Regions from separate parts of the Mus musculus genome. Here regions 1, 2, 3, 4, 6 and 7 are each linked to region 5. A link is a contact called in public ChIA-PET, Hi-C, HiChIP or PLAC-seq, capture Hi-C and promoter capture Hi-C data. All regions are on one chromosome and are shown on one strand. The core of a region is the stretch at or near the end of the contact, and the rest is flanking DNA. Distances in the headings are between cores, read along the strand shown.

Region 1 (3,587 bases), core at 576-3,075, 1.0 Mb before region 5:
TCATAGCTGTCTTCAGACACACCAGAAAGAGGGCATCAAATCCCATTACAGATGGTTGTTGTGAGCCACCATGTGGTTGCTGGGAATTGAACTCAGGACCTTTGGAAGAACAGTCAGTGCTCTTAACCGCTGAGCCATTTCTCCAGCCCCCATCTGCTTGTTTTCTTAACCAAGATTGTGAAACTGCCTGTCATTTAAGGTGACAAAGGCTCAAATATCTAGGACTGAAAAAAAAAATGTGTTGAGATAATCAGTCCATTCAATATATCACTTACTTTTATAGGAAAAGATAGCATGTTACATGAGATTTTACCACTAGCTGGTGTAGGGGCCCCTGAACTTCATCAGTCCTTCCTGCAATACATCTCTTTCCCCTTTCAAAAAGTCCTTCTGAAATATAAAATCCCTTCCCACTCAACAAGCAAATAACCACGCCCTCTGGGTATGGCTTGCAGAGCCTGGGCACACCTGTCCCATGAGCTTTCTGGAGCTTTCACTTCCAGATCATAGACCTGCAGTCTAGGACACCAGGCTCCTTCCTCTCCTTCCTCTCTCTGGGCTAGTTACCTCGTCCATTAAACAGGAAGTCTGGAAAAAGGCTGGAGTTCAACTTTGTAAATTACGGCTCTCAAGATGGCAAGATGACAGATTTCTGTTCCCTCAGGCCTTTTACTTGGCGAAAATACTAAGTGCCAGCTATACACAGCCTTTCCCTTCGGGGGAGAAAACCTAACGTCCCGAGGGAATAAAAAGTCGGAGTTTGGCAGAAAATCAATGAAGAGAGCGGAGGACTACACTAAGCCAGGAGCGGGAGGCTGCCCTCACAGTGGCCAAATCCCGCGTCCAAAGTCAGCCAATATTTTCTCTGGCTTAGAGGGCTCTCAAAACGCACTTCCTCTGCAGGGCTTTGCCCAAACAACCCCCTTCCTCCTCTGAGTTCTACTATAAGCAAGTGAGAAGTGAGGGAGACCCCAACAAAGAGCAACCCCAAACTTCCATCCTTCCTTCTTCCTTTAGAGGCACAGGGCTACAAGGAAGTCAGGCGGCGCTTTTTTATAAGCTTCCACGGACGGACGCTACCCGTAGCCTAAGGGGACTGGTCAGATCTACAACTCAGGGCCACCGACGGGAATCTGGGCTGTGTTCTGGACCTTTCAAACGAGACACCGATGTAGCCTGATTCTAGTCTCTCTCCGCACAGGTGTACCACCCAGTGCTTTCCCGCCTTAATTTTATTTTATTTTATTTTATTTATTTATTTTTTTAACTGATCCTCAGCTGGATTCTCGTCTTTAGCGTCCTTCCTCCGAGATGCAGAACGTAGGGTCCTGGACCTTCCGAGGTCAGGCAGCGCCGGCTATGGCCTGCCTGCTCCCGCCTCGCGCCCGTCCCGCACTCACTTGGCCCCGGCAGCCTGAAAGAGTTCGGCCCACTGATCCGGGTGGAAGAAGCGCGCTGTGAACTGCGGTGCGAAGTCGGCGTAGCTGAAGCCGGGCGGGTAGTTTTCTGTCATGAAGCGCTGGTAGGCCGGCATCCGATCGCCCTGCCAGTGCCACCAGAACCATTCACTGCCCCAGGCGGGCACCGAGAACACCCCCCAGTGCACGAACACCCCGAACTTGGCCTCATCGAACCAGCTCGGCAGTGGCCGCGAGTCCAAGCTCTGCCAGTCCGGAGTGAAGCGGCGCGGAGCCAGGGCCACTGCCTGGGCCGCAGCCACTAGCAGCAGCAGCAGCAGCAGCAGCATCCCAGAGTCCACAGCCCACCACTCAAGTTCAGCTCCTACATCCTTGCTTCCGGGCCCGCACCGCCCCCCTCTTAACACGCAAGCGCCGGCGAGTAGCCCCGCCTCTCAGAGTAACGATTGGCTTGGAAGGAGAGGGGGTGGGGTCAGGCTTGCGGCTCTGGAGCGCCCTCTGGCATTGGAAGGGAGAAAGACTTAAGGCGGCGTTGCTGGTTCTGCTCTATTGAATTTAAATTCCGTAGACTCGCCTAAGGATTTAATTGCCGGATTCCCCGCAAGTGAGAAAGACCCAAGGTGTGGGGAAAACTGGGAGAAGTCCACGTTGTTGCACCAATCTTCAGGGGAAGGCTGAAGCCAGGTCGTTTTATTTAGTGACTATTTAGGAGCCGCGGGTTCTCTGTGCTATACCTCCAGCCAGCAGGTGGAGTTTAGCAGATTGGAGAGTTGCCGAAGAGATTGAGAAATAACAAGGTTAGAAGGAGCTTTATGCGGAGGGAGAGAAATGGCTGCTGAAAGATTAAGGGCAGACGTGGTTATTTTAGTCTATCTTTTGTCCGTTGAACTTAACAAGAACTCCGAGGAACTTAAACATTTTTTTAAAAAAAGATTTATTTACTTATTTTATGTATATGAGTACACCATCGCTCTCTTCAAACATACCAGAAGAGGGCATCAGATTCCATTACAGATGGTTGTGAGCCACCATGTGGTTGCTGGGAATTGAACTCAGGACCTCTGGAAAAGCAGTCTGTGCTCTTAACCACTAAGCCATCTCTCCAGCCCTAGACATTTTAATTTAATTTAGAATTGTAACTTAAATTTATTTTGAGGTAAGGGGGTCTCAACTAGCTCAGGCTGGCTTCGAACTTACAGCTACAGTAACTTTGCATTCCTGATCTTCCTGCTTGTACCTCAGGAGTGCTGGGATTACAGGTAGGGGATGGCACTGCCATTCCTGGTTTTAGGTAGTACTGACCTTTGAACCCAGAGATTTGCTCTTGCAGATGCAGCACTCTACTGACTGAGCTACACCTCAAAAACTTTGAGGGTCTCTCAGAGAGCTTAGTTAGCATCTAACTGAAGAAAACCTGACTCAGGAGTACAACACTTGCTTGGTACACCGGAAGGCCGGAGCTTCAGTCTGGCACCGCTAAACAAGCATGCCTGACCCACACACAGGGGACCACTGAGGCATGAGGGACCAGAAAAATTGAGAGCCAAGAGAACCCTCTTGCCCTGGGAAAATCTCTAAAACTCATATGGCCAGTCACCCAATTCCTCTACAGTCAGCACACGCCCAATGGTATATGGTGTGTGCCCATAACTTCAGGAAGTATGGGAGCCAGAAGTCACATGGTCCATATGGCACAAAGGTCTCCATGGTTGCAGAGATAACCACAGCATGTTAGAGCAATGAGAGGTTTTAATGGCCCTGGAGAGCATTGTTTTCCCCACCATTCCCAATTTACCGAGAAGGAAACCAAAGCAAGGTAAAGGGCGGGGGTTGATCAAGACCACATAAGTGTGGACCAAAGCTGGTGCAGGAATTCACAGCTGTGGAAACTGTATTCCCTCCTCCTCTGTCAGGCACCTTGGAGAGATCGGCTTATGTTGACAGAACCAAGCACTTCCTCCTTTGAGGAGTAATAAGGAAACACCGTGTCTTTTCTGTCTCTTCCTCCCCCAAGTTGATGTTGAAATACAGTCTAAATCACTAAGCGTGGGCGAATCGACTTCTTCCCCTGATCCTCCCAAACAGCGATTAGAATTTGCAGCAGCTTTTGATGCACAGAACTTGTCTTGGGAAGAATAAAATGAGACGCCGTTGACCTTCACAGAGAAA
Region 2 (3,416 bases), core at 477-2,976, 950 kb before region 5:
AAGCTCAGCTCCCTTCTCTCACAAATAGGAAAGGGCTTTCCCTTCTTTTGGATCCAGATGAGGTTTCTTTTTTTCTTTCTTTCCCAAAGCAGGCACTAGATAAGTGTGGGCAAGATGAATGCTTTAAATTAAATATCCACTGGCTATGGTGGCGGATGCTGTTAGTGCCAGGACTAGGGAGGAAGAGGAAGGCCTCTCTGTAAGGGCTTACGGTTAGTGCCAGGACTAGAGAGGAAGAGGCAGGCCTCTCTGTAAGGGCTTACGGAGGACCTGTCACCCTCTTTTGGCCTCCCAGGACACTGCAAGCATGCGATGCACAAACCAAACAAAATCAGACAGGCAGACGGTGATATTTCGAAGAAGGAATTCTTTTTTACACATGGTCCAGAGTTTGGAGCTCTTGTGGACTGGTAGCTATTAATGAGCTAGAGACAGTGCTAAGACATGGTGAATGCCGGAACCATGCTCTCCCAAAGGGCAGCCTGACGCTGACCTTGTAGGAGAGAGCAGGCTCAGCCAGGTGGCAGGACACAGGCAGGCTTCATGGCACCCAAGCTTTCCGACAATGTGGGTAATGGTGTCCTCTATGTCAAGCACCTTTTAGGCACAGAGAAGAAGGGCACATGAGCCCAGGCTCTTGAAACTCACTGTAGCATTATGCTTTGAAGTGTGGCACCACTGAGATGTCCTGAATCCAAGAACACTGGAAATCAGAATAGCACCTTGCCCTTAAAATTGCTGAGACTGGAATGAGATGACATAAGCAAAAGTCTAGCATGAGGTAGGGAGCAGATAAAACACCCTAGATGCATTTGGACAGGCTTGCAGAATTCTGGACCAACTTAATTCTGGACAGCAATGGCTATATAGATAGATGTGTGAGTGTGTGTGTCTTATTTGCATCACAATTTGGAGCCAATGAAACGTTTTTGTTTTGCTGAGATGGGGGTTTTGCTATGTACTCCAAACTGACCTCAAAACTGAGAAGCTGTGATTACAGGCCTGAATGAGGCAAGACACCTGGCACATTTACCCCCAGAATTATTCACTGAAATTGGTGTTCACCCTTGAAATGTTGACTCTAGGATACACGTTTTTCTTTTTCTCTTAAACAAAAGATATCTCTCCTTTCTTTCCCGAACCTTGCTGTCATTCTTGAGCGGTATATTTCTTTTCTCTAGTTTTCCCACTTTCGAAACAAGACCAAAAAATGTGTAGGGATCCAGCAAGTGCTGTGTATAGAAAAAGCAGGCCCTGATAGTAGTGACAGTCTCAGGTACCGAGAAAAAAGTGAAGCTAGATCAGAGGAGACATAAAAAAGGAAGGTGGTCATGTGCAGAAATAGTTGCCGGGCTCTGGGTGGGGTGAATATGACCCACGGCAGCTCTGGGGCTGGCCCAGTGACCGCAGGACAGAAAGGGCCAGGAACAAAGACGGGCGCCGCGCAGAGGTCTGGTCACGGAAGTAAAGTACGGGCCCCGCTGCCAGAGGCCAGCAGAAGAGCAGCTGCCCTCCGCCAGCCGGGGAAAGTCCAGCAGCGCGGCTCCCGAAGCGGGCCAGTTATTCCCGACATGCTCCTCCCGCAGGATTTCAAACCATGACAACAGCCACCCCGCACTCCCCCCCCCCCCCGCGTGCCCCAGCAACAGGCGGTGGCTGGCGTCTCATTGGCCGCGGGACGCGCTGCCGCGTCCTCATTGGCTGCACAGTCTCCGGTCCTCTTCCGCGCTTGCAGCGGCCTCCATTTTGTCGGGAAAGGCAGTAGGAGGTTGGTCCCCAGACGGAGTTGTGATCCGTGACTCGTTCGTGGGCTGTTAGATCCGTGCATCGTTTCTCCCTGTAGAGGGAAGGAGGCTTGGAGGTCGAGAGGGAGCCGCCGCCGCCGCCGCTCGAAGTCGGTGAGTGTGGCGGGGGCGGCCATGTTGGCCATCGCGGGCACCATTGTTGGGCCTGGCTGAAGAGGAAGTGAGGCCGGTCGGGTGCGACCGACTCCCTGGGAGCGGAGCCGCGGGCTGAGGCTGCGAGCTTGCAGGTTCACTGTGCGGGTGACTGCGAGTGCGGGCCTTCTGACTTACAAAGTCGGAGGCTTCTCAGCCTTGTGAGGGTGTTTGCTAATTAGAACAGAGAAACCTTTCCCCTTAGAGGCGTGATCTTTAGGAATGTAAGGTTATTATGGTTTGTGAAAAATTATGGCACCCGTTACCGGAGTCATAGGCGAAATCACGATGCGCGCTGTTGGGAACAGAACCTTGATGTGGAAATGGCTGTGCGGGTCCTAGTTTCACTTTAAAACGGGTAAGAGTTGCAGGTAAGCCCCCAAGAGTTGTAAGCTGATATTTATGAGGTCAAAGAAAGTCGTGGTCTCATACATCATCTATGAAGCTTTGAGGAAGCAGCGACAGCCATTTCTGTAGAATGTCTAAAAGATCACTTTTTGGGGTTATTTTCAAGTAATTCTCTTTCCTTTTCTAGCTAGGACTTCTCTCAAACTTGTGTGCTGAGGAGACTCGATGTGGACCTCAGCTCCTAGGCTGAAATCAGCAGACTGGCTCATGAAAACTTGTGTACTGAGACAAAGGAAAGGATCTAGCAGAAAGCAACGTCTCTTATCCTGGGCTTGGCAGCAAGGAAGAGGACAAGTAGTGGAAATCCTTCAATCTGAAAAGCAAACTGAAAGGTATAAAGATTCCCATCACAGTGGGGCCAATTATCTTAGGAGTGAAGCAATTCTAAACTATTAAGGTCAGCGGCCATGCATGGCGATGCTGCAGTATTATGTGCCTGTAATTCCAGCACTCCAGAGTTTGGGGCAAGACTGCTTAAAGTTGGAGGCCAGTCTGGTATAGGAGACCCCACCAGCCACGGGTGGCTTTCGGTGTGTGGGGTTATTTCTTTTAGCTTGTACAAAGAATGAAAGAAGAGCTTGCTTTAATTTTTTTCTTCTTTCAATTTCACAAACTGGTATCTAGCTCACGACTTTAGTTTTTTGAGGTAGATGGTTTTGAAGTCGAGCCTAATGCCATCTTGTCATATTTTCTTCAACACTTCTAGAACTGGAACTATGGAAACATCACAAGGAACATGTGGAATTTATTGTTTACATGTATTTACTTACAGGTGACAAAGAAGCTGAAGATGGGTGGCGGAGAGAGGTATAACATTCCAGACCCTCAATCTAGAAATGCTAGTAAGAACCAAGAACAGCAAAATAGACAGAAGAGCAAGGATCAGAATTCTTCCCAGACGAAGATTGCTCATAAGAAAAAGGAACGAGGACATGGGTACAATCCAGCAGCAGCAGCATGGCAGGCCATGCAAAATGGGGGAAAGACCAAGAGCCTTTCTAACAACTCCAACTGGAATGCTGGTTTATCAAGTCCTAGCTTGCTTTTTAAGTCTCAAGCTAGTCAGAACTA
Region 3 (3,474 bases), core at 676-3,175, 830 kb after region 5:
CAGATTTGTTTTGTCTAAGTTAGGGCAGGGCACTGTCCAAACAGATTTGGGGACTCTCCCATCGCTCTGCCCACAGCAGAGATCAATAGCTGCCTTCTAATTCCTGAATGCTGGGCTGTGTTTACCTGTTTGTCTTCCCAAGAGCCCCCTCTCAGGCCTCTCTGAGTAGGATGACACTTCTTCACCCAAATTCCAAAACATCAAGTCTTAAGAGACTTCAGGAAGGACTGGAGAGATGGCTCAGCGGTTTAAGAGCGCTTGCTGCTTTTGCAAAGGAGCCGGGTTCGATTACCATCACCTATGAACAGCTGTGACTCCAGTTCTTAGCGCATCTGATATCCTCTCTGGCCTTCACAGGAGCCAGGCATATGCATGGTGTACACAGGTGAAACACTCATATGCACACACACACACACACATACATACACACACACACATACACACACACACACACACACACACACACACACACACACTTCTTTAAGGATTTTTTTTTTCCCAAAAATGATTCACTTAAAATAAAGAGCAGAGGAGCAGAGGAAATGGGGCCAGACCCAAAACTAATCAAATCTTGCTACCGGTTCCTGGATCTCAATGGTCCTGAGCCTCCATAGAACCAATGGTAGGATCCATCCACCATTTCCCACGACTTCTACATCCACTCCACTCTCTTAGCTCCCTTCTCTTGTCTGATCATTTGCTTGCCTGTGTGTTTTCAGACAGAGTCCCAGGTAGCCCAGGCTGGCCTCAAAGTCACCATTTAGATATAACTGCCCTTGATCGTCTCCTGGGCTCTACCCTGAGTTCTGGGATTACAGGGACTCAATCTTTAAAACAAAACACAATTGCCATTTATATAACAGTTGCTAGAGTTAGGCATTATCAATATACAGGGCTTTTTGGTTGTTTTGGCTTATTTTTGTTTTGAGCCAGAATATTTTTATTTATTTATTTATTTATTTATTTATTTATTTATTTATTTATTTATTTATTTATTTTTGAGACAGGGTTCTCTGTGTAGCCCTGACTGTCCTGGAACTGACTCTGTAGACCAGGTTGGCCTCGAACTCAGAAATCTGCCTGCCTCTGCCTCACAATTGCTGGGATTAAAGGCGTGCGCCACCACACCTAGCCTGAGCCAGAATCTTAACTATGTAGTTCAATCTTGGAACTTGGAACTCACTATGTAGCCCAGGCTAGCCTCAGACTCATAGAGACCCACCTGCTTCTGTCTCCTAAGAGCTGGCATGCTTTTTATTTTAATGATTTTTTTAATTGTATATGCATTGATATTTTGCCTGCATGGGTGTCTGTGTGAGAGTGTTGGACTCCCTGGAACTGGAGTTACAGTTGTGAGCTGCCATGTGGGTGCTGGGAATTGAACCTGGGTCCTCTGGAAGAGCAACCAGGGCTCTTAATCTCTGAGCCACCTCTCCTGCCCCTTGTTGGCTCTTTTTAAAGTAAGTGATTAGTCAGCAGTGTGATGTAGGGCTGCAATTCCAGAATTCAGAGGTTGAGGCAGGAGCAGCTTGAATGTAAACCCATCCAGAGTGACATAGACCATGTCTCAAAATACAAAGATAAAAAAATAAGGCTTATCACTGCAGCATACTTTTTTTTTTTTTTTTTTTTGAGGGGGATGTTAAAGACTTGTAAATTCAGCCTCAGGCCTGAGGTCTGAGTTGTCAAATCATGAAAACAAGATTCCTTCCCAGGACACAGGGCTCCAAGCCTGGAAACCATCCATCCATCCTGCCCCGTGTCTCCATGTTGCTCTGTATGCCCTGCCTGTGCTTCTTTTGAGAACTGACAACTCATCTACAGGAACCTCAAGGCTAGTTTCATCCACCCCCAGGTTTGAAAGAAGGAAGCTCCTTTCCCCGCCCCTAGGCCCTCCTTCCTCCCGCCTCCTCCCTTTCTCTTCTGCAGAAAAAGCAGCCAGGTTCAAAGTGGCCTGCAGACTGTCCTGAACTCATCTCTCAAAGCTGCTACAGAGCCCAGGAAGATTTCAGGATGAAGAGCTTCCTCCTCTTCCTCACTATCATTCTTCTGGTTGTGATTCAGGTAAGGACAGCTCCTCCTAGAGTCACTGCAGCTACCACCAGGTCTTAGCTTAATGGTTTGGTCCAGGTTCTGGGGAAGGAATGCAGGTTCTCGGTGGTGGTGGTGGGGACCCTTGCCTTCTACCACAGGGACAGAGATAGATGGTCGCCAACTGGAAACCAGGGATCTAGGAGGGCCTATATGGCTGGGTTTCTACTCCTCACAGGCGCTATCAGACTGGCCTCAGAGAGGGAAATCTCAGAAGGTGTCTGATGTGTGAAGCTACTCAGAGGGTTCTGGGTAATTCTGGATCAGGAGAGGAAGCCCTGATGAGGAGAGCCGCAGAAGTGGCCCTTTTGAGAGGGCTGGAGAGAGGTCTAATAGACTGCCATAGGTGACCGAGGGTCCCCTGCCCCTGCCATAGTGAATTGTGGGTGTGCAGGAATACAGAGACAGAAGTCTCCCATATACTCTGCAGATCAACTGCCACCCTGGGAGGCATCCTTTGTGGCACTATGTACGCAGAGAGGCCTGATTAGCACAGGGAATGGAGCCATCAAGTTCTTGATCAAGAACATCTAGACCATGCATCAAGGCAGTTTGATGGCCACCAAAACTAGTTTGATGACCATCAAGGGCAACTTCAGTTACTGCCCGATCAAGCATCAAGGACAGCTTGTCACCTGCCATCCCCACCCCACCCTCTGCCAGGGGCCTTACTCAGGCCCGTCACGTGTGATACTCTGGACCATGGTGGACTCTGATCACCAGGAGATGAGGAAACCGAGGCTCTGGGAGGGGAAGCCCACATTTGGGTTTCTGTTTCCCTCTTTGCTGGAGGATCTGGCAGCCTGAAAAGTGGTGGGAAGTTTCGAGGTGGAAGAATGACAAACATGGGGGCTGCCTTTCCCTTGCCTGTGATGAGGTGGGAAGCCAAACATCTCAACAGGGCTGATGGCAGTTTTATGGAAGCCTAGAGTTGAAGAAAGGGAACAAAGGGGCAGGAGCCCTCAACAGAAGGTTCAAATCCTACTGAGCAGCGCTTCTCTTGCAGATACAAACAGGATCCTTGGGACAAGCCACTACGGCCGCTTCTGGTACTAACAAAAACAGCACCTCCACCAAAAAAACCCCCTTAAAGAGTGGGGCCTCATCCATCATCGATGCGGGTGCCTGCAGTTTCCTCTTCTTTGCCAATACCTTAATGTGCCTCTTCTACCTCAGCTGAGGTGAAGGCGCAGCTTCTGAAGCCCCGTGCTCCACCCACTGCTGCCACCATCAGTAGCGAGAGACATCCCAACCCACGGGAAGGGTTGATAGCAGATATCCAAGGAGGCTAAAGTTGACAGCCAATGGCCGGAATGGGAGCGGGGCCGTGACACCCAGCTAGGGCACAATAAAGTTATACTTATGCTTAGATGGGGTCCCACG
Region 4 (3,522 bases), core at 561-3,060, 790 kb after region 5:
AGTTTCCCCCGTAAGAGCACAGGGTGGCTGTGGCTGCTCAGTCCTTCCTAAGGCTGGGCGCTGTCGCTGTCCTCTGAACTGTGCCTCTCATTTGGGGTTAGGAGGGTTCCCTTTTCCTGCTCTAACCTTGACAGTTCGGAGCACCTAAGATAAAAAAAAAGTGTTGAGTGTTTTCTGGTGTTTTGTGTTTCTCTAAGGCCTTTGAGCCTTAGCTTTCTGGTTTTTCTTGCCTCCCAATTTAGGGATCGTCTCAGTTGTATCTGGTTATTTGGCCAGCCCTCAACCTCCTCTAGTTTGGATCCAAGGGCCCTGTATGTATGAGGAGTAAAGTAGTTGTGGGGGTGCAGACAGGACTTCTGCTAAGCCTTGGGGCTGTTAACAGCACCATGGACCTCCAGGGCCTGAGGGGCCGCTTTGCCAGTGTTTTAACAAGTTTATGTTTTCTTATGGAGTGGCTTACCTTTCAGAGTAATCACACCCAGCTGACCATCCCCTCAGCCTCCGGGCTGCTGCCTCCTTAAAACAGAGCTTCCTGGTTGGTTTCCACCCTGTTATCGGGAGCCCAGCCTCCATGCTCACGGGTATTTTTCTTCGTAAAGTTTATAAAGTTATTTATATGACTCTTTGTTAAGTCGACTGGTTTGTATTGCCTATTTTGATTACAGAATAAAACATTTAACAAACACTCCGGTTTCCTAGTGCCTCCCAGCGTCCCCTGCCAGCCTGCCTGTGACTCTTTTGAAGTGAGTTTAGGCAGATCCAGTGTGGAGGCTCAGTCTTCCCACTTCTGCTCTGGGTGGCGACAGATTAGTCTCTGCCCACACTCCTGTGTTGCAGAGAGCAACCGCCGCCAGTTGTCACTACAAAGTTGCACACCTCTCAGAGGTCAGCAGCTTCTGGGTTTCTGTGGCTTTGAGGAAATGACTTCCCCAGAAGCAGACAGGCAGTTTGCCTCAGCAGGCAGCAGAATTGTGTTGTTCCTGCGCCATTATTTATGTAGCCCCAGGTCTACTCTTGGGGCCTATAGTGAACCTGACAGAGCTTGATCCACAGTTGGAATGGGTGCTGGACTCTCTTCCATCTCATTAGCTGAATTCTTAAAGTTCAAAGATGTGGGGTGTCATTTGCAATGTAAAGGTAGAGTTAAGTTGGGATCACCCCAAAAATAGCTGTGCCAAGGGCCAGTGCAAGCCAGGTTAAGTCGGGGCACCAGCCTTTGACTCCGCACACTAGCACGCTCGCTGTCCCGCAGCCTACTTCCTCCCCCTGGCTCCTGAAGGGTGTGAGCCGCTCCCCCACCCCCTCGCTTACAGCCACCACCCCTTTCTTGTCTGAGCCTGTTTGAGTGGAGAGGTGCTTTAGAGAAAATGTCCTGGCTGCACTGGCCCTCCCCGCCCTCCAGCGCCCCACCACAGCTTTCCCCCCGGCCCTTGCTGTCTAAGCTTGCGAACTGACCCGCCTTCCAAAGTTCCATACTGAGCTGTGCTATTAAGAGACCGGGAGACCTGGGTGGCACTGCTTTGGCCACTGAATGTACACAACCCGGGTAGACTGGGGAAAGCTTTTAACTGAACCGGTCCGCCTGCCTTCCCAGCTTTTTCTGCCTTTTAGCCGGTCCCCAGCATGGGGCTGAGGGGGAAGTGGGGGAGCCAAGTAGCTGCAGAGGACAGGGGTCCTCCCGGCTCCAGGCCACGGAGCAGGGCGGGGTCATGCAGGCCCCGCCTTACCCGCCTGCGCAGCTCATTGGTCCCGAGAGCAGTGACTCGCGGGCGGAGCAGGAAGGAAACCGCTCCCAAGCGCGGCGGCGGCAGCGTAGTTCCTAGCCGTGCAGCTGCCGCTCCCACCGTCCCTCAGTTGGTCTGTGTCCCCCGCCTGCAGCATGAGTGGCCTGCGCGTCTACAGCACGTCGGTCACCGGCTCCCGAGAAGTAAGTGTGTGCCTGGGCCGGCGCCCGGAGAGGGTGGGCCGTCTCTGTGCTCCGACCAGCGCCCGGGAGCCGCCCCCACGATGGAAGCAGTGAGGTGCGGGGTATGGCCTCCCAGGTCTGGTCCAAGGGCTGGGCCCAGCCTGAACCCCCGCACCAAGGGCCCCTCGGCATCCCCAGCGTGAGCTGCCCACGCTCATTCCCCCAGTATAGGGCCATCCATTCTCTTGCACCAACCCCCGACCGCTTTAATCCCGCTTCCTCTCCACTGTGCGGCTGTGGAGGAGGAGATGTGTCTTGTAGAGAGGGCCTGCCCCTCGCCGAGTCTAGCTTCCCTGTCATGCACAGAACTTGCCCGTCTTCTTTCTGAAACTCTAGTAGTTTACCTGTCTATCCTTGGACCCTTCCCATCCCTTAGTGGCCAGAACCTCCCCTCAGAGTGGGCAGGATAGAAGCTGTTGCTCACACCCGAAGGAATTCCTCCCACAAATCCTTCAGCTTGCCTGCCAACCCTGTCAATCCTCCGCCCCTAGATCAAGTCCCAGCAGAGTGAGGTGACCCGCATCCTAGATGGGAAGAGGATCCAATACCAGCTAGTGGACATCTCCCAGGACAACGCCCTTCGAGATGAGATGCGAACCTTGGCTGGCAACCCCAAAGCTACCCCACCTCAGATTGTCAACGGGAACCACTACTGTGGGGTATGGGGTTTGGGTTCTGGGAGGTGTTGGAGGACTGCAGCCAGGGTCAGACCTGGGCAAACAACTGGGGTGCCCTGCACCTCGACTCAGGTGACTGCCTCCCTTCCTCAGGACTATGAACTCTTCGTGGAGGCCGTGGAGCAGGACACACTGCAGGAGTTCCTGAAGCTGGCCTGAGTCAGGATGGCCACCGATCCTATCCAGCTAGCTCTTCACCAGGCCTTGTAACCAACTCCTTGTCGTCCTAATCTGCAAACCCAGACCCAGACCCTTTCCGCAGCCGCCTCCTCTTCCTCCAGAGGCAACATTCCTTATTCACCAACTAGTCTCAAAAGATTGTCTTAAGCCCTGACGATGGCTGTCCCCAGCCACACCTTGGGGCATCCTCTCTGCCTGGCCCTGTCTGATGAGCATTTCTGTTGCTTCCATCAGCCAGAGCTCTGCCAAAGGCCCCGCATCCCCATCCTAGGAGTGCCCTAGAGACAATTAAATGTCCATTCCTCTGGTGCTGACTGCTTGTGGTGTCCGGGTCCCTGCCTGGCAGAGGCAGATAGTTCTGGTGGTGTTTGGACTGTCCCAGGGCTGCCGCTGCGTGTGCGTGTGCATGTGTGTATGTGTGTGGAACACATGGCTGGCTGGCAGCACATGACCATGATGGCTGAGTCACCCTGTTTCCCATGTAGGTTCTGCTGTCTGCCTGCCTGCCTGCCTGAGGGTGGCTGCCCCCGGGCTGCCTCCCGTGTTGGAGCTGACTGATTCAGTGTAGGGGGGTGATGGGGGCGTGTACAGCTGCAGCAGTATTAGATTGGGTCCATGGGGGTAGTTGTGGCACTGGTTTTGTGCACACTCTGGAGAAAGTATCCATGTGAGCTTGTGGATCTACATGCATCTGGTTGT
Region 5 (3,417 bases), core at 157-2,656:
TCTGCACACAAGCTCAAACTTACCTACTTTGTAACATCAAATTGCCATGTTACTTAACAGAAAGGCCAGTCAAAACCCATTTTTGAGTAAATCATGAAAAAAAAAAATGTGTTTTGACTTCACCCAGCTAGTAGGAAAGAGTGAGCCTCCTCTCTCTTGACCACCACAGCCATAAATGGACTTTAGTTCAGGTTACTGCACCGGTCACATCCGGCATGGACTTTACTCACAAGGTGAAAGGAAATACGTGAGAAACTATATTCTACCTAACTACTAACTAAACAAAAAACTCTCTCTCACTTCAAGAAATCTCAAAAGACTTCCAGCACCAAAACAAACGCAGGCCTAGATGTTAAGATGTCCTGGGCCTAATCTTACGAAATCCCAGCTAAACTGCTCAACCACATGACTCCCTGGCTGACTCACAGCGCGCTGAGGAAGTTAAACGCGGGGAGGAGCTGGGGAGGTGGCTCGGTGATAAGCGTCCAGAACTCAATCCCCAACACCACCCCCACCAAGGGCACAAACCTCAACCTGATAAAACGCACCTTTCTCACTCAGGCGAAATGGGGTTCTACTCCTGCTGCGCGACCTGGTTCTGGATCTTTCCCTCCACCTGGGGCGATCCTCGGGGTACACCGTCCGGCCGAAGCCGTAGTAGCGCCGCCCTCTAGTGATCGCGTAGTACGACCACCGGTGCTGCGACCTCCCGCGGGAGCGCGACCTGCTCCGGGAGCGGTAGGGCGACGGCGACTTGTAGTACCTCCGCGGCCGCTCGTAACGGCTGTCGCGGTGATAGCGGTGGCTGCGGGAGCGCGACCGGCTGCGTGAGTACGAGCGTGAGTAGCGCCTGTACTTGCGCTGGTGGCGCCTGCGGGACCGGGATCGGGACCGTCTGCTCCTCCGCGGCCGGCTGTGGCTGCGCGAGGACGAGCGGCTAGAGCTGCGGGAGTCGCGTCGGGAGCTGCGGGACGAAGAGCGGCTGCGGGAGCGCGACGACAGGCGGCTGGAGCGGCCCGAGCCCGAGGTGGACGGCGAGGCTTTCTCCTGCGGAGAGCCGGGCCACATGTCGTTCACGTATTTAGACATGGCGGCCGAGGACATGGCTCCCTTCTGAAAACGGAGATCGGTCCGCAAACGCAACGGCGTCTAGGAACTACAGAGAAAGTCAAGAGTCTATCATCCAGGTGGGGCGCGCAGTGCCCAGTGCGCGTGCGCGACACCCCAGGGCGAACCGGTCCCTGACCAAGCGGCCCCACTCACCTTAAACGGATGAAGAGCTCGCGAGGGCGAGAGAGGCCAAGCGGGCACCTTTCTCTGCGACCAGGAACCGAAGCGGGCGAGGTTCCCGATTCCAGCGACCGGAGAGCACAGGAACCTCCACTGCCAAAGTCCAGACTGGGACTGAGCTTAGTGGCGACGTCAGCATCGAAAATACTGGAAGCTGGCGCCGAGCATGCGCACAGACATCCGTGCGAAAGGGCGGGTCCCACTCTCGTCCAATCGCCAAGCGATGTTGGCTGCGCCTTGGAGACACGCATGCGCGTCAGTTGTCACTCCACCAACGGCCGCGCCTCCTCCCCATCCCCCACTCCCGCCCGCCTTCTACATCCGGGTATTTTGAGGATTTGTTTACTTCAGGGTTTTTTGTTTGTTTGTTTGTGGGGTCCTTGGCTGCTTTTGGATCTTGAGTTTTTTTTTGAGACAGGAGCTAGCTGTGTACCCCTGTCACGCCTCGAACTCGCGGCAATCCCCATGTCTCTGCTTCTCAGCTAGGGGGTCTGCGCCACCACGCCCAACTTTGTTTTTCTTTGTTTGGTTTGGTTTGGTTTAGTTTGGCTTCCTTTCCTGCTTTCGATTTTGAAATTCGGGAAAAGGAGAGGGTAGCAAAGAATTTAGCCGGCTCAAAAGCTGGATCAAGGACACAGAGGACAAGTCGGTTCCCGTGCCTCGGTCGTCCCCGGGTCATGTGTCGTCCCCTCCCTCCCCCAGCCGCTGCCCAGCTTCCCTTCTTGGCTCCTCCTATGGTGGAGATTGGGAGGGGTATCCCTGGACCCCGAAGATATAGTTTTAATTTAGAAAGGCTGCTTTAACGGCCTTGTTTGAGCTAATTAAGGTAATTTGAGGTCGAGACAGGAATTCCAACGACCACAGTTGACCTTTGAGGAGCAACAGTGATCCTTGATTGTGTGTGTGTGTGTGTGTGTGTGTGTGTGTGTGTGTGTGAGAGAGAGAGAGAGAGAGTAATTTGTGTGTACAGGATGCCACCGAAGACAGAGCCATTGTGGGCCACCAAGTATGGGGGTGTTGGGAACCCAGACTTTGTGCTAGGCAATGCAGCAAGTGCTCTTAATAGTAAGCCATTTCCTGAGCCCGATAGGTCTGTTCTAAGACAAGTGTGATTAGGACAGGACATTTAATCTTATTTCCAGGGCAAATTCCAAACACTCAATGTCATGAGGCATATCTGACCTTGAAAACTGTGGGTAAGTGAACAGCACTGAACGAAATAGCTATTTCAATATTGGGAGATGGTGTTCTTAGAAATTAGGCAGGGTTTTACAGAAGCTCTGGATTTTAGAGGGAGATGACAGAAATAAGGACTCTTTGTTCGTGCCTCCTTCCTCCTCCTTCCCCAATATACAGCGAAAGTGAAGAAATAAAAACCTTACTGTGGCCACCAGGATGGCTCAGCAATAAAGAATGCTTGTGGGACTGGTGAGATAGCTCAGTGGTTGAGAGCGCCGACTGTTCTTCCAAAGGTCCCAAGTTCAAGTCCCAGCGACCACATGGTGGCTCACAACCATCCATAATGAAATCTGATGCCCTCTTCTGGAGTGTCTGAGGACAGCTACAATGTACTTACATATAATAAATAAATAAATCTTTAAAAAAAGAAGAAAAAAATGCTTGTGGAGCACTACTGACAACCTGCAGTGGAGTGGAAGGAGAGAACTGACTTCCAAAAGTTGTTCTCTAACCTCCAGAAGCCCCCATCCCATCCCATCCACCAATGGTAAAAGTTCTCAAACTGCAGGAGCTGGAGAAACAATCAGCAGTAAAGAGCACTGACTCCCAGGACCCACAGGACGGACGGCTCACACCCATCTGGACCTCCAGTACCAGGATGAGCACCACTCACCAACACACATCCACACCGTACAGACCTGGGTATAGGCAGAAGGTAACAAGACCCCAGATCTCAGCCCAACTGACTCCATAAAGGAAGTGCCGTTCAGCCCATAAAACCCAGCACCTGGACAGGGATCTTATGTGCCAAAACAAAACCAAAAAGTCCTATCCAAGTCCATAGTACTTGGAGAGTCTATAAATGTACCAACCTTGCTTTTTGGTTTCTGGACTTCTGCTTCTGGCTAAGTGTTCTTATTAACTAAACTATATCAACCCGGGATATAT
Region 6 (3,149 bases), core at 169-2,668, 970 kb before region 5:
CCTGTCTTGAAAAACCAAAACCAAACAACAAACAAACAAACAAAACCCCACAGGCTTCAGATTGCCCAGGTGAGTCCCAAGGCTTTAGTCTTCTGGAGTCCTTTTCAAACCCCCACCTGCTATGGATGGCCCAGTAGAGTAGACCAGGACGCCAAAATACTCATATTCAAGCCAATATTCTCAAGAGATGCCCCTGGGACTTCAGGGGAGTAGCACGCAGCCTCCCTCTGCCGAGTGTGGGGTAGGGTAGCATTTAACCACAGAGGTTGACTTGTGAGCAGCCAATAAAGGAAACCTTGAAAGGGCCTTGGAGCAGAGCCCAACCCACAGAGAAGATCTGTGTGGCGTGGAATTCTGTTCCCTGGGCTTGTGTGGCCCTTTCTTTCCAACAGCTTCGATTATCTACAGGAGGCCTTCAAAAAATCGTGCCTGTACCAGTCCCTGTGTGTGGGGTCATTAGACCCTCCCCTGACGTTCCAACACTCCATCCCTCCCTCCTGCTTCACCCCTGCAAACCGTCCTGTCTGCTGCTTGGAGGTGGACTGTCAACTAATGGGGACACCAGCGATGTCACTAGCTTTGAGCACTTGTCACCATGCTGGGGTAGGCTTTTTGATGATACAATTGCCCAAGCCACCCATGTCCCTACAGACAACACCAATAAGTTTGTCCCATTCACTAAGCTGGACTGGAAGCAAATTTTCTTTGGCCTAGAGTGGCTATCTGTTTCAGGGGTAAATAGAAATAGACTCCCCCAAAAAGGCCACCTAAGTTTTGGGGGTTTATTACTGTGAAGAAAGGCAAGGAAAATTCTATCTCAGGAGAACCAGTCTTGAGCTATGACCCATGTTCCCAGTCCGACATCCATCCCCCTGCCTCAGACAGTTCCCTTTTACTTAGCGAAGAGTTAGGGAAGAGTTGAGGTTAGAACATAGGCTTTCTGGAGCGAGGAGTCTGAAGTAAAACAACAAAGGAAGTTACACTCACTGTCATTTGTCAGCCGCTGGGCCCCAGGGTCTTGTGGAGCCTTGTCCTGGCTATTCTGTATCCAGATCTGGAGACCCAGCAGGGACCCCCACGTAGGTCCCAAGAGCTGCAGCTCCAGCCTGGGGTTTCTTGCTCTCACACTTTCGCAGATGAGTGAATGAGAGGAGGTCTGGTGCAGATAAGTGAGTGAGAGGAGATCTGGCCTTCCGTACCGGTTACCACTTCCCCTCTGGGTCCTCAGTGCCACAGTGTTCTTGCCCTGCGGTTGAATTCTCTCTTCCTAGGAACTCTGGCCAGGGGAGGGCATAGGCATAGACCTTAGACTCCAGAAACTTGGGTTCTAATCTGGCCCCGGGTGTATGCTGTCCTGCAACTCACTTGACCTCTGTAAAGTTTACATCCTTTTGTCTGTGACATGTGCCAGGCTATGTGTGTGCCTCATGCCTCCTCCCTCTCGCCCAGAGCTTTGAGATGCAAATGCCTGCAGGTGTTGGCAGATGACATGAATGAACGCTGCTGGCTCCTGGTTCTGCTCCATTCTGTGACTGTGACAAAAGCAAGTTCAGAAGCTGGGCATGATGACACACACCTTTAGTTCCAGCACTCGGGAGGCAGAGGCAGTTCAAGGCCAGCTTGGTCTACATAGCAAATTCTAGGACATTCAGGGCTACAAATAGAGACCCTGCCTCAAAAATCACAAAGCAGAAAATCAAAAGTGTGTGTGTGTGTGTGTTTATTTCAGCTTGCAGGTGACAGTTTCTTATTGAGAGAGACATCAAGGCAGGAACCCAAGCAGGTACCTGAAGCTAGGCTTGTTTGCTATTTGTGGTGGTTTGAATATGCTTGGCTGTAAGAGTTGCCTTGGTCATGGTGTCTCTTCATAGCAACGAAACCCTAGCTAAGACACCATTCCACACAGCATTACCTCTAACAGAGGAATTTGCTATGAAGACATAGCAAGAACTGTGGAGGGGGCCAGTTGCTGGCTCAGTTGAATGCCAGCTTGTATCCTCCTAGATCTACCTTGAGTTTTGCTGCAAGGTCTCTCACTGGAACCCAGGATTCACCCGCAAGGCTAGGCTGGCTGTCTCCATCTACCCAGTGTTGGGATTATAGTATTCTTCACCATGCCTGGTATGTGCACACAAGCATGTGTGCATGTGCCTGTGGATGCTCGTGTGTGCACGTGTGCATGTGAGTGTGCATGTGTGTGCATGCATGTACATATAGGCATGTGAGTGAGTGTTTTGCCTGCATGTGTGTATGCACACCACATGTGTGCCTGGTGCCCTCAATGATCAGAAGAGGCTTCGGATCTCCTGGGTCTGGGGTTTCAGGCAATTGCAAGCAGCTATGTGGGTGCTGGGAATTGAACCTGGGTCCTGTGGAAGAGCAGCCAGTGCTCTTAACCACTGAATCACCTTTCCCTTTTAAAGCTGGGTTCCAGGGGATTGACCTCAGGGCCCCATGCTTGCAGAGTAAGAACTCTGCAGATTGGTCTCATCCCATCCCAGGAAGTGTGTTTTCTCCTTTTCCTTCCTTCCTTCCTTCCTTCCTTCCTTCCTTCCTTCCTTCCTTCCTTCCTTCCGTCTTTCTTTCTTTCTTTCTTTCTTTCTTTCTTTCTTTCTTTCTTTCTTTCTTTCTCTCCTTCTCTCTCTCTCTTTTTCTTTTTTCTTTTTGGTATTTCAAGACAAGGTTTCTCTGTAGCCCTGGCTGTCCTGGAACTCACTCTGTAGACCAGGCTGGCCTCAAACTGAGAAATCTGCCTGCCTCTGCCTCCCAAGTGCTGGGATTAAAGGTGTGTGCCACCACTACCTGGCTTAGGAAGTATGTTTCTAATGTCCAGTTCTAGAACATACTCTGGTATTGTATCTTCCTCATACATTTTTACAGCTATCATTAGGTAAAATGTTTAAGTGGAATCTTATGACCATCACATGAAGTCTTCTCTATAGGAGGGATGATCAGGGCTTCTTCAGGAGGGAGATTTTTATGCTGTGGGTAATGTTGCTAGATTCAGCATGTGAGAATACAGCAGAAATGTTTGAGGGCTAGAGAGATGGCTCAGTGGTTAAGAGCACTGACTGCTCTTCTGAAGGTCCTGAGTTCAAATCCCAGCAACTACATGGTGGCTCACAACCATCTGTAATGAAATCTGATGC
Region 7 (3,453 bases), core at 800-3,299, 930 kb before region 5:
CCAGGACTCAAGAGGCAGAGTCTAAAGCTAGCCTGGTCTACAGAGGAAGTTCCAGGACACCTAGGGTTAGTTACATGGAGAAACTCTGTTCTGAAAATCCAAAGATAAACAATGCATCTCGGGATGGGGATTACACCATACAAAGGCAGCTCAACTTTAAATCCACCACTGTGAAATCAGAGGTAGAGGGATCTGGGAGTTCCAGATAAATCAGGGTCAGTGAGACCCTGCCAAAAAAAAAAAAAAAAAAAAAAAAAAAGCGCACGCCTTTGATCCCAGCACTTCAGAGGCAGAGGCACGGGGATTTCTGAGTTCGAGGCCAGCCTGGTCTACAAAGTGAGTCCTTGACAGCCAGGGCTACAGAGAAACTGTCTCGAAAAACCAAAACAAACAAACCCGGGTCTTCACTGTTCATAAAGGGCATGTCTTCAACTTTTTTAAAAACTGAAAGACTGCTGCTGGTGGTGAACACCTTTATTCTCAGCACTCTGGGAGGCAAAGGCAGGAGGATTTTTGCTAACCTGTCTACAGAGCAAGTTCCAGGTCAGCCAAGGCTACAAAGAAACTGTCTTTAAAAAAAAACGAATAAATGGCAAAAACAATCATCAAATATTCTAGCATTCTGAAAAGTATTGTATATTTGTTTTAAGGCAGGTCTCATTCTAGTCAAGTTGGTTTGGAACCCAATTTCCAGCATTAAGCATTCCCATCACATCCCCGCTTACGCTAAAATTGTTCAACAGGGTCAGCCATTAAAAATCTGAAATAAAACCATCACAGTATCTACATACTTCATACTTAAGTATTAAAACGACAAAATGGAAAAATTTTTAAGTCGTTAATTAACCACTTTTGTTTTATGCGTAATGACAAAGAGGATACAAAACTCCACAAAACAAGAAAAACCCAAAACCTCAGTTTTTCTTCGGAGTTTATTTTGTACGAACACGAAGAGTAATCCTGTGATAAAAATCTCTTCTGAAAAATTCCGAAGGCAATTCAAAGCAAAGGACAAGCTGTGAAAACAAAGCCCTTTACCAGGCGAGACTCGAACTCCCAGACCCGTCTTCTGAGTGCTGGGGCTACGCCCGGAGACAAGGCGGACTTTTATTAAAAGTACCGCCTCCGTTCACCCAAGTTAATCACGAAGGTCCCTAACGGGAGCGGTCTCTCCAGCACCTCGTTTTCAAAGAGATTTCCGCGAAAACACGTGGATCACTCCATTTAACCGAAAAATTGTTACACTCGCCCCAATCTCCACGACTCCTCTCCCCCACAGCAATCTCGAATCCACTCATCACCATCCACACAGATGGGGGAGATGGAGCTGCAAACCCTCCCCTCCGCTATCCCGTTATCCCACTCGCATCTTTTCCATCTTCTGACTTCGTAGCCCGAGCTGACCTCCGACTCGCGCCGATCCTCCCGCCTCGGCTTCCCCGAGTGCTGGCCTGGGCCGCCCCGCCTGGCAACCCTTTTCCCGTTTTCAACAACAAAAATCCCTTTCAGGCCGAGGGGGGCGTGCACCTCATGGAACGTGGACGTCGGATCCATGAGGGACACACACGTCCGGCCCGCCGGCTCGGCCCAGCCGCCGAGCACGCGGGGGAGGACGGGGCCCCCGAATGCCCGCCACGCGGCCCTCACGCCTGCTCGCTCGCCAGCGCTCGGCCCGGTGTCCGCCCTTGCTCCTGCAGGCCGGCGGCGCGGCCTAGAGCCGGCGCGGGCCCCGCCATCTTCGCCCCGCCCCTCCCCCGCGCCACGGCCGCCGCTCGCCGGGCGCCCGCGGCCTCCCTCCCCCGCGCAGTAGCTGCTCCGGTGCGCTCACCTGGTGTCGTCCGCCACGTTCCTGACGAACAGAGACGTGTTAGGGGGGCGCAGGTATCGGGACATGGTGGCGGCGGGACTCTGGGCCGGCGGCGCTAACGGGCTCGGGCAAACCGTCCGCAGCTCCGGCGGCGGCTCACATCCACTCACACCACACTCGCACAGACCCAGAGGGCTCCGCTACGGCAACTGCCTCTTCTCGCGAGACTTGGCTCCCGCCTCCAGGCCCCCTCCCACCTCCCGCCCCGCAGCACCGGCGGAGGGGGACAACGGCTTTTTCCCGCGAGATCTCTGGGCGTGCGCGCGCCGCCGGCCTGACGCGCGCACCGCGGCCTCGCTGCCGTTCATTGGCTCCAGGCGCGGGCTCCTCCCCTCCCCCTCTTTCTTTCTTTAGCGCTGCGCTTTCCCGCCCTTTCCCGCCCGGCCGAGCCCGCCATCCCTCCTCCTCTCGGCGAGCGCTCGGGTTAAACTACCATGACCGGGCTCGGGAGCCTCGGAGCCAGCTAGAGGCTGCTCCGGAATCCGCTGTTCGGAGTTGCGCCTGGGCTTCTTATCAGATCTCTGGCCAGAGAGAGGAACTTAGAGATTCTTTGTGGGGTTTGGGGGAGGGGCAGAGCTTTCGGCGTGCCGTGCGTGCAACTCTCTGCCTTTGCTGCACATCCGCGTCACCTAGGCACGCAATTCCCTCCCCGTGAGACCCGGGCCCTGCTGTCCTTGTCTCTGTTGCTCACATGCAAGGTGCCTGAACCCCTTTTCCAGCCTTGAAGAGGTGGTGTTTGTCTCTTTGTTGTTTTCTGGGGATCCAATCTAGGTCCTTGGATTTGCTAGCCAAGTTTCTTCCCACAGACCTGCCTGCACCCTAAGACAGACACTGCCCACTCACCCCGGCCCATCGTCCCCCTCTTGCTCCAGTCCCCCTCCAACTTTCAGTCCTCATCATGGGACTCCCCAGCTACAAAAAAACCTTGGCTAGCTGGTTTGCTTTTCTCCCTCTCCTTTTTTCTCCTCTCTTCTCCCTCCCCTCCCTCTCTCTAGCGCCTCCTCCCCTCTATTCCCCACGTTGAGGGAGCGGGCTCAGTGCTTTGTTACTAGTTCCCTCTTTGGCCTCCTAGGGCACCCATACACAAGTGGGCAATACACTTAGATTTTTATTATTGTTTTTGTGTGTGTGGTTTTTTGTTTGTTTGTTTGTTTGCTTGCTTTTCGAGACAGGGTTTCTCTGTACAGCCCTGGCTGTCCTGGAACTCACTTTGTAGACCAGGCTGGCCTCGAACTCAGAAATCCACCTGCCTGTGCCTCCCAAGTGCTGGGATCAAAGGCGTGCGCCACCACTGCCCAGCGCCCTGTTTTTAAATATGGCTTATATGCGTTAATATCTACGGAGTTCAAACTTATGAGTGAGAAGATGCACACATCACTTCCCTCACATACATCACACAGTCTCTGGTAAACATGAGGACTGCGGAGAGAATGAGAGTATGACCAAGAAGAAAAGCAAGAAGTCCAACACCCCTTGACCACCAGGCTTTTGGGCACGTTGTGCAATTTACCAAACAGCAGCTCTGCCAAAGGAGTGGTGTGAAGGAGGCTGTACCGAAGGCCTTCAGGAAAGTACTGCCCGCTGGG

What was found. Promoter capture Hi-C pulls out the DNA fragments that hold promoters and counts their contacts. Hi-C and Micro-C count contacts between places; a contact is called where the count stands out from the background. ChIA-PET counts read pairs in DNA pulled down with a chosen protein or histone mark. HiChIP or PLAC-seq counts read pairs in DNA pulled down with a chosen protein or histone mark. Capture Hi-C pulls out chosen DNA fragments and counts their contacts.
Region 1: a contact with region 5 is called in a capture Hi-C map of embryonic stem cells, with 3 times the contacts expected there. The contact joins the promoter of Fuca1 here to the promoter of Rsrp1 in region 5. A contact is called at or near these places in 2 of 39 promoter capture datasets (hippocampal neurons and liver), 4 of 115 datasets of contacts at active chromatin or transcription factors (astrocytes, bone marrow-derived macrophages and embryonic stem cells) and 1 of 9 other capture datasets (embryonic stem cells).
Region 2: a Hi-C map of B cells shows a contact between it and region 5, with 14 read pairs. The contact joins the promoter of Pnrc2 here to the promoter of Rsrp1 in region 5. A contact is called at or near these places in 7 of 39 promoter capture datasets (the 3T3-L1 cell line, the C10 cell line, embryonic stem cells and 4 more), 6 of 484 Hi-C or Micro-C datasets (B cells, CD4 T cells, LSK cells and 3 more), 6 of 115 datasets of contacts at active chromatin or transcription factors (bone marrow-derived dendritic cells, bone marrow-derived macrophages, effector CD8 T cells and 3 more) and 2 of 9 other capture datasets (adipose tissue and liver).
Region 3: a contact with region 5 is called in an RNA polymerase II ChIA-PET map of memory CD8 T cells, with 175 read pairs. The contact joins the promoter of Cd52 here to the promoter of Rsrp1 in region 5. A contact is called at or near these places in 1 of 39 promoter capture datasets (the C10 cell line), 2 of 484 Hi-C or Micro-C datasets (B cells and CD4 T cells) and 4 of 115 datasets of contacts at active chromatin or transcription factors (bone marrow-derived dendritic cells, bone marrow-derived macrophages, effector CD8 T cells and 1 more).
Region 4: a contact with region 5 is called in a promoter capture Hi-C map of liver, with 2.8 times the contacts expected there. The contact joins the promoter of Sh3bgrl3 here to the promoter of Rsrp1 in region 5. A contact is called at or near these places in 4 of 39 promoter capture datasets (hippocampal neurons, liver and pre-B cells) and 3 of 115 datasets of contacts at active chromatin or transcription factors (bone marrow-derived dendritic cells, bone marrow-derived macrophages and effector CD8 T cells).
Region 6: a contact with region 5 is called in a Hi-C map of B cells, with 8 read pairs. The contact joins the promoter of Cnr2 here to the promoter of Rsrp1 in region 5. A contact is called at or near these places in 1 of 39 promoter capture datasets (hippocampal neurons), 1 of 484 Hi-C or Micro-C datasets (B cells) and 2 of 115 datasets of contacts at active chromatin or transcription factors (bone marrow-derived dendritic cells and bone marrow-derived macrophages).
Region 7: a contact with region 5 is called in an H3K4me3 HiChIP or PLAC-seq map of embryonic forebrain, with 2.1 times the contacts expected there. The contact joins the promoter of Srsf10 here to the promoter of Rsrp1 in region 5. A contact is called at or near these places in 3 of 39 promoter capture datasets (hippocampal neurons, liver and pre-B cells), 2 of 484 Hi-C or Micro-C datasets (Th1 cells and cortical neurons), 8 of 115 datasets of contacts at active chromatin or transcription factors (T-cell acute lymphoblastic leukemia, astrocytes, bone marrow-derived macrophages and 5 more) and 1 of 9 other capture datasets (adipose tissue).

Annotation. Positions count from the first base shown.
Region 1 is chr4:135,918,964-135,922,550 of GRCm38.p6, reverse strand. Fuca1 (fucosidase, alpha-L- 1, tissue) reads right to left here and starts at 1,825. Exons shown (of 8, transcript NM_024243.4): 1 at 1,401-1,825. The coding sequence starts at 1,747. It overlaps Cnr2 (cannabinoid receptor 2 (macrophage)), which reads right to left. Exons shown (of 2, transcript NM_009924.4): 2 at 2,332-3,587.
Region 2 is chr4:135,872,156-135,875,571 of GRCm38.p6, reverse strand. Pnrc2 (proline-rich nuclear receptor coactivator 2) reads left to right here and starts at 1,726. Exons shown (of 3, transcript NM_026383.3): 1 at 1,726-1,898; 2 at 2,473-2,677; 3 at 3,118-3,416. The coding sequence starts at 3,136.
Region 3 is chr4:134,093,524-134,096,997 of GRCm38.p6, reverse strand. Cd52 (CD52 antigen) reads left to right here and starts at 1,925. Exons shown (of 2, transcript NM_013706.2): 1 at 1,925-2,064; 2 at 3,098-3,460. The coding sequence starts at 2,014. The coding sequence ends at 3,271.
Region 4 is chr4:134,127,021-134,130,542 of GRCm38.p6, reverse strand. Sh3bgrl3 (SH3 domain binding glutamic acid-rich protein-like 3) reads left to right here and starts at 1,810. Exons shown (of 3, transcript NM_080559.2): 1 at 1,810-1,927; 2 at 2,458-2,625; 3 at 2,737-3,137. The coding sequence starts at 1,880. The coding sequence ends at 2,802. Cep85 (centrosomal protein 85) reads left to right here. Exons shown (of 14, transcript NM_144527.3): 14 at 1-685.
Region 5 is chr4:134,921,614-134,925,030 of GRCm38.p6, reverse strand. It overlaps Rsrp1 (arginine/serine rich protein 1), which reads right to left and starts at 1,406. Exons shown (of 5, transcript NM_023665.3): 1 at 1,264-1,406; 2 at 549-1,156. The coding sequence starts at 1,104.
Region 6 is chr4:135,893,458-135,896,606 of GRCm38.p6, reverse strand. Cnr2 (cannabinoid receptor 2 (macrophage)) reads right to left here and starts at 1,418. Exons shown (of 2, transcript NM_009924.4): 1 at 988-1,418.
Region 7 is chr4:135,854,667-135,858,119 of GRCm38.p6, reverse strand. Srsf10 (serine and arginine-rich splicing factor 10) reads right to left here and starts at 2,049. Exons shown (of 6, transcript NM_001080387.2): 1 at 1,829-2,049. The coding sequence starts at 1,893.